Regions from separate parts of the Ovis aries genome. Here region 2 is linked to region 1. Evidence: chromatin contacts called from public Hi-C data. All regions are on one chromosome and are shown on one strand. The core of a region is the stretch at or near the end of the contact, and the rest is flanking DNA. Distances in the headings are between cores, read along the strand shown.

Evidence for each region. A called contact is a pair of places that touch in the nucleus more often than the background predicts.
Region 2: a Hi-C map of liver shows a contact between it and region 1, with 3 times the contacts expected there. The contact joins the promoter of REXO1 here to the enhancer-like site in region 1. A contact is called at or near these places in 5 of 16 Hi-C or Micro-C datasets (hypothalamus, liver, retroperitoneal adipose tissue and 1 more).

What each region holds. Positions count from the first base shown.
Region 1 is chr5:41,694,203-41,697,659 of ARS-UI_Ramb_v3.0, forward strand. No RefSeq gene overlaps it. Among named protein-coding and RNA genes, the nearest start is that of TCF3, 11 kb to the left of the region's middle. Within about 2 kb of position 1,564, at least 33 of the 54 cell types and tissues checked have an H3K27ac peak or open chromatin away from gene starts, as enhancers often do. A contact at or near this core is called in hypothalamus and liver, where this site is marked.
Region 2 is chr5:41,834,399-41,837,855 of ARS-UI_Ramb_v3.0, forward strand. It overlaps REXO1 (RNA exonuclease 1 homolog), which reads right to left and starts at 1,661. Exons shown (of 16, transcript XM_027970237.3): 1 at 1,419-1,661. The coding sequence starts at 1,575. LOC132659885 (a long non-coding RNA gene) reads left to right here and starts at 1,642. Exons shown (of 2, transcript XR_009600856.1): 1 at 1,642-2,263.

The DNA.
Region 1 (3,457 bases), core at 314-2,813:
TGTGTGTCTCTGTCTTTCTTGGTCTCTGCCTCTCTGTGTTTCTTTGTCTATCTGTCTCTCATCGGAGCTGGGGGACTAGCCCCATTTCAGGTCATTAGGATCTCCCCTTTACCTCCACCTGCTGGGTGTAATCACGTGAACTGAAGGACCCCCACCTCTGCACCCCCGCTGTGGTCTCTATCCCTCCCAAGATAGGGAGCCTGGGACACCCCTCTTGTGGGCTGGGGGACCCTGGGCAAGTTTCCCAGATGCAAAGTCTGTGGGCACCCTCTCTGGGCCAGGGGTAGGGTGGGCCACAGCCAGTCTGGGAAGAAACAGTCACTAAGGAGCCACTTTACAGGCATCTGAACCCGTCCTGGGGGGGGTCCCCTACCTTAGTGGGAGGGGATACGGAGGCCAGAAGTGATCCTGCAGGGGGGTGGGGTGGGGTGGGGAGAAGCCCAGCCAATGCAAAGGCCCTGATGCCTGGGGCAACCCTCAGCCAAGTTCCTGGGTCCTCAACCCCAGGTCACGGAAGCAGACTCATCTGCCCACTGCCCCACGTGAAGACCCCTCCCCCACCCCGGAAGTGTGCAGGCAGCCAGGAGGGCACTGGGGGTGAGCAGGGAGCAGGGTGACTGCCTCCCCGGGGCCCTGACTGCCCAGTCTCTACATTCCCCCACGTCTGCCAGTACAGCCATCCCCTGAAACCTCCCTGACAATAGACTCCGACACAGCGGAAATATCCCCAGGGGGCTGTGGCTTGATCACCCCTTGATTTGCATTTTTACATATTAATGAGGGTGGAGCTGCTAATTCTGCCACGTTGTTTTAAAGGTGCAGAAACGCTGGAACTGCTGAGGAGTGAGGAGGGGGCATTCCTCACCAGGAGTAAGGAAGGGGGGCCTGGGTCCCCAGATACAGGATCCCTGTCCCTCCGTCTCAACCGTTGCCCCTTGGGTCACAGGGTGGGGTCCCCCAGTCTCTGTGCCTTTTGCTCTTGAAATTGGGGCATCAACCTTGGGGGCTGCGGGGCAATGGGAAGTCTGGAATTTTCTGTCGGGAGCTCTATCCTGAGCATCCCATGGTGGGAAAGTCGAGAACTGAGGATCAGACTCTGCCGTAAAATCTTTGGATTCCGTCATAGACTCTGGATCCAGCATCATCTCCATCTTCTGAGTTCAGGCCGGAAACCCCACTCCCCACCACCACTCCCCGCAGCCCCGGTCGGGGAGAGGGGCGTTCTGACCCCACTTGTGGCCCTAGGCTCTCTCAGCCCAGCCTCAGGACTCCTTCCAGCTCCCCCTTGCACATGCTGCTCCCCCGCCAGATGCTTCTGCTTTCCCTACAAGTTCACCTCTGCTGTGGCCCTCCAGGCCACCCTGCCCACGCGCCTGTTTAGCCCTGTCACCTCCAGGTCCCCATCCCGAAACTGGGAGACCGAGGCACAGGCTGGCGAGGTCACACAGGGTCCCCCCCTCAGACCACTCCCCTCCCGTTGGCCGCGGGGATGGGGGCTGGACCCTGGGGGTCCTTGCGGCGGTACAGGCCAGAGGTGCGCACTTGGGCGCGTGCTGCCACCTGGTGGTGCCCTGAGGTGGGTCTGAGGTTTTCCTCCGGCCTCGGAGACCCCACTCCAAGGAGCACAGCGCGCGCTGGGGGACCCAGGAAGTCCTCGGGTGCAGGGATACCGAGGCGGGCCACAGTCCACGGGCCTGGGGGCGCGGGCAGCAATGGGCAGGATGGAGAGGCTTCAATGATGAGGAAGGAAATGGAGGCCCGACCCGGCTCCCCTGTCCTGACCTTCTCCAGACCCCTCCCGTCAGGCCTGTGACTGCTCCAAAGCTTCCCGTTCCATTGTCACCCTAATCTGAACATTCTATGTCCACACAGACCCCTGGCCTGACCTGATGCGAGGTGTGAGCGCGGGGCAGGGGAGACTCCCGTACGCCGCCGGGGACAAACGCACTGGGGGCCCCGGGGCCAGTGTCCACCAGGGGGCGTCCGCTGCCCAGAAACCCGCGGAGGCCTGCTGCGCGCGGTGGCCGTCTGCGCACGCGCGTGCCCGGTGCCGGTGGGCTCTGGGTGTTCGCTGCGCTTGTGATGTCCACGTGTGCCCGGTTGGGATCTCGCACGTGTGAGTGCACTGTGCTCGCGTGTACGCAGCTCTCAGCTGTGCTCACGCGCTCGGTCCTACCAGCACGCTGGCGTGTTCATGTGCTTCAACGTGTTTACCTTGCCCTGCAACAGCTTGGTTGGGTACCGTGTGCTCAGGACCTGGCGCGTCCGGGCACAGGCGGGCACAATTTTGTTTGCACTTGTGAGGCCTGTTTATCCACGCGTGTGCACCTGGGATTGCCATAACCAGACGTCCACATTTCCTTTGTGCATCGATCTGTCTGCCTGCCCTCGAGAGGGGTCCTACCTGTACGTCTCCAAGTACTGCCCGGCATATCTGCAGATGCGCAAGTCCTGGCAAACACGTGTCCACGTATTCTGGCATGTTTATCGAGTGTTTACACATGTGCATGCTCACGTGTGCACCGTGATGGGGCACACATACACACGTGTGCTCGGGGATGTTAATGCATATCTCCATGTCAGGGCTTCCCTGGTGGCTGGCTCAGACAGTAAAACATCTGCCTGCAATGCAGGAGACCCGGATCCAGTCACCGGGTAGGGAAGATCCCCAGGAGGAGAATCCCCATGGAGAATCCTATGGACAGAGGAGCCTGGCGGGCTACAGTCCATGGGGTCACAGAGTCAGACACAACTGAGCGACTAACACACACATGCATGTACCTGTGCTTACAGCCACAGCCCACACTCAAGTCCCCCTTCAGAGACACTGCTCCCAGCAGGACCCCTTCCCACCAGTCAGCTGTCAGAACTCTCTAACAGGTCCTCCCTGAGGTCCTGACGTACATTTTGCCCTTCCCTGCTCTCCCATTCTTGCCTCTCTCGCCTCCACCCAATCTCCTCCCGCTGGTGGTCACAGGCTCCGTGTCACCTGCAGGTGTCACATGTCACCTACAAGGAGACAGGGAGTGTCTGGCTGTGTTGACATCTGGGCCTTTGCTGTGGCCGTTCTTTCTGGCCCAACTTCCCCAGCTGCTCACATGTCCCCAGCTCAATGTCACCTCCAGCCAGTGCTGCCCTCCACCACGTCCAAGAACAAGGAAAGCTTGTTCCTTTCCTTTGTTGTCCTAATCTGGGTCTTGGCTATTGCCTGTCCCCCATGAGGAGTCATGCTCTGTGATGTCACCCCTGATTTCTGGCATCCCAGGGCCACCTACCTGAGAAACTGGCAGAAGGACACAACCCACGGTCCCCTTGATTATGGGAATCTATGCCGTGCTCTGACAACCCAGCCACTGTCAGCCGGTCCTGGAGAGGCTCCACCACGGCAGAGCCTGCCTGATATCCAGCCGCCCCCACGTCCTCTCCACTCTCATCTCTCTCCCTAATGGTTCCCTCT
Region 2 (3,457 bases), core at 411-2,910, 140 kb after region 1:
CACCAATGGGTTCTAAAAAATGACACTTTGGGAAACTGGCCATTTGTGACGCAGGAAGACATCAAGAGACCAATGAACTTGGAAGAACACATGAGAGAGAAATCAGCGCTCTTGGACGGCTGGAAGTCAACCTATGGGCCTGCAGACGAGTCGCTGCCCAGGGTTTGAGGGAGCCGGCCTGCCCCTAGGCATCAGGGGCTCTTTACAGAACACCATGCAGACCGCACCTGCATGTCAAAAGATGGAGTCAGAAAGTGCACCCGGGCAGGGTGACCCCCAAGGAGCGTCCCACTCAGGCCTGAAGCTCAGGCACCTGTGGGCACAGCCATCTTCCTTCCTTGAGGGAAGGTTCCCAAGAGCCAGACCGGTGTCCCACCCAGGTGCGCAGCCTGACCTTGAATGATGGCATCTGGGCAGTTGATGCAAGGCCAAAGGGCCAAGCAAAATTTATGGTGGAAATCTGAGACAATTCTACCTTTTTTTCCCCTTTCAGGGGGCGGGGGAAACAGGCCTATGACTTCATACTAGCAAGGGTGCTTCTCAAAAACCTCTGAGATGAAGATCTGTGTCTTAAGCAGAAAGAGAGAGGAAACTGAACAAGGAAATCTGGGTCCGATGGACAGAGGGAGCCAATCCCCTAGAACAGGGGCCACAACCGGAGCCTGAATCCCCCTGAAAAGAACGACACATATCCTCCCCGTGGACCGTTTCTTGTGATGCCCCTCTTTTTGCCCCCGTTCTTCATGTCTCTGCTCAAGGCCCACACCTCCTAAGAGAAACAGTGCCTGCCTCCTGGCAGCTCTCACCTGAACTCTGTGACATTGACAATCACCACGTAGAGAGACGCGCAGCCTCTGAACGTCCTCTCGGAAGTCTGCCCCTCATCCCAACACACACACACGCAATCAATCAGGTTTGACTCCCTCCCTGACCCTAGCATGACACACAGGGCTCGACACCCAGTCTGAGAGCTCCTAAACAAGATTCTCTCCACTCCGCTGTTGTCAACAGGGGCGGCCACGAGCAGAGGTGCGGCGGGGGAACGAGCGCGGAAGTAAACAACGGCTGCAACCAACACCCCGGGCTGGGGAGGGGGCGGGAACGGTTCCCCCGGCAGGAGTCCCGAGCCTGTTGACCAGTGCTGGCCACGCTCTTTTCCCGACCCCCACGCGCTTCACGCTCGCGACACCTCTAGAACAGGTCCTCTCACTGTTTAGGTTTTACGCTTGCGAAAACGCAAGCTCAGAGGACCTGAGACCGGCACTGCGCTCTGGGGTGGGTGGCCCCGGCTTGGAGGGACGTCGCTCGCTAGTGTACAGGGAGAGAGCTGAGCGGGGAACGGGAAACCGGGGAAGCCCGGGTGCTGGGGTCCAACCCTCGACGGGGAACCGAACTCGGAGCGGGCAGGCAGACATTACCTGCTGCGGGGGACACCGCTCCACCTTCGCCGGGCGCGCCCGGGCCCCGGGCCCCGCGGTGCCGGAAGTGGCAGTAAGGCCGCCGGCAGGGTCCCCCGGGCGCCCCAGCCCAATAGGGGCAGTCGATGGCCCGGAAGAAGCCTGTGGAGCGTAGCATGGTCCGTCCCGCGGCGGCGCCCCGGCCCGGAGCCGCCGGGCCCCCGGGCCCCCTCACTGACGCCGCGGTCGCCGCCGCCCGCGCCTCACGGACCCCGCCGCCGCCGCCATCTTGCTCCGAGGTCCCTGGAGGCCCCCGGGATGCTGCCGCAAGGGACCCCGGGAGCGGCTGCCCGAAGTGCGCCTGATCAGAAACGCCTGCTCCCGCGGGATCGAGACGGATCGCAGGCCCCTGGTCTAAGACACATGGCCCCCAAGGGAGGGATAGAGGACATAGGCTGCCCTGTCTGAAGCCTCAGAGTGCCTCGCCGGCGTCTCCGCCGGGTCCTGTAGCGGCAGCAGCGCCATCTTGAGCCCCAGGCCTCTGCGGCGCCAGGGCTGTCCAAGGCGCGCCTGATCCAAAAAAAAAACAAAACAACCCTCACTGCCAGTGTTCTTGTCTGGAGAATCCCAGGGACGGGGGAGCCTGGTAGGCTGCCGTCTATGGGGTCGCACAGGGTCGGACACGACTGAAGCGACTTAGCAGCAGCAGCCCCGCTACGGCTTATTTGCATTCAATTTGTGTTTTATTAGCTTGTCTTCCTAAGGCGCCCTCTGGTGGTCTATTGGAGTTCTGCAGATGCATCTCAACGGCACCTGAGTTACCCAGTTCAGGCTGTGAAACTCAACTCCGCCCGGGTTGACTTGCGGTAAGTGCTTCATTTCCCTCACCTGGACACTTGTGGCAGTTAAATCTCCAGGTACACCAGAGGAGACGTGTTCCGATTCATTCATCGGTCTACCTAATATTTGAGCACCTACTGTATATCAAGGCCATGCACCAAAGTATATTATCCAGTTACCAGATGATGGAAATTTCAGTGGTTTCTGGTTTTCGTCTATGGTGAATCGTGCTACTGTGAACATGCTTATATATGTATGTGAGCACCAGTTTTGTTTCAGTACTAGTTTTTCAAATGGTGTAAATGTGTTTGTTGCCCATTTAAAGAACTGTGAGAGGACTTCCCTGGCGGTCTAGTGGTTAAGACTGCGCTTTCAATGCAGAGGCATGGGTTTGATCCCTGGTTAGGGAACTAAGATCCCAAATGGCTGCACGATGCGGCCAGAAAAAAAAAAAAAAATCGGGGGAAATGTTGCAAGAAACTACAATTTCCAGGCTGTCCACCATCTGGCAATTACCAAGGATCCCCCTGAGCAGGGGATAGTCTTCTTAGGTCACCTCCCACTTCTCCCAGCCAACTTTTCTCCCTACCACAGCCACCTGGCCCTGCAGACACAGAGGCTTGAGACCCCCTAACCCCCTGGGATCTCTCGATGCCTCTCCTCCACTGCCAACAGTGGGGTGGGCTCCTGAACAAAGCAAATATCCTCACCCTGGTGTAGGTAGTGTCTACATGCTGACAGACAACAGGAAATCAGTAAGTGAGATATCACAGTACAAGGTAAAAACTGCTATGGGGTAGGGGGAGTAGGACGGAGTAGGAAGTTCAGTTTCTCAGTTGTGTCCGGCTCTTTGTGACCCCATGGACTGCAGCACACCGGGCTTCCCTGTCCATCACCAACTCTCGAAGCTTGCTCAAACTCATGTCCGTCGGGTTGATGATGCCATTCAACCATCTCATCCTGTCATCCCCTTCTCCTGCCTTCAATCTTTCCCAGCATCAGGGTCTTTTCCAATGAGTCAGTTCTTCGAATCAGGTGGCCAACATATTGGAGTTTCAGCTTCAGCATCAGTCCTTCCAGGGAATATTCAGGACTGATTTCCTTTACGACTGAACAGAGTAGGGGGCTGGGAAAAGGGAGTGGTCCATGTAGTCCTATGGGAAAGGTGGGATTTGAGCAGTTCTGAAGAAAGAAACGGGGACGCTGAGCAGACATCTGAT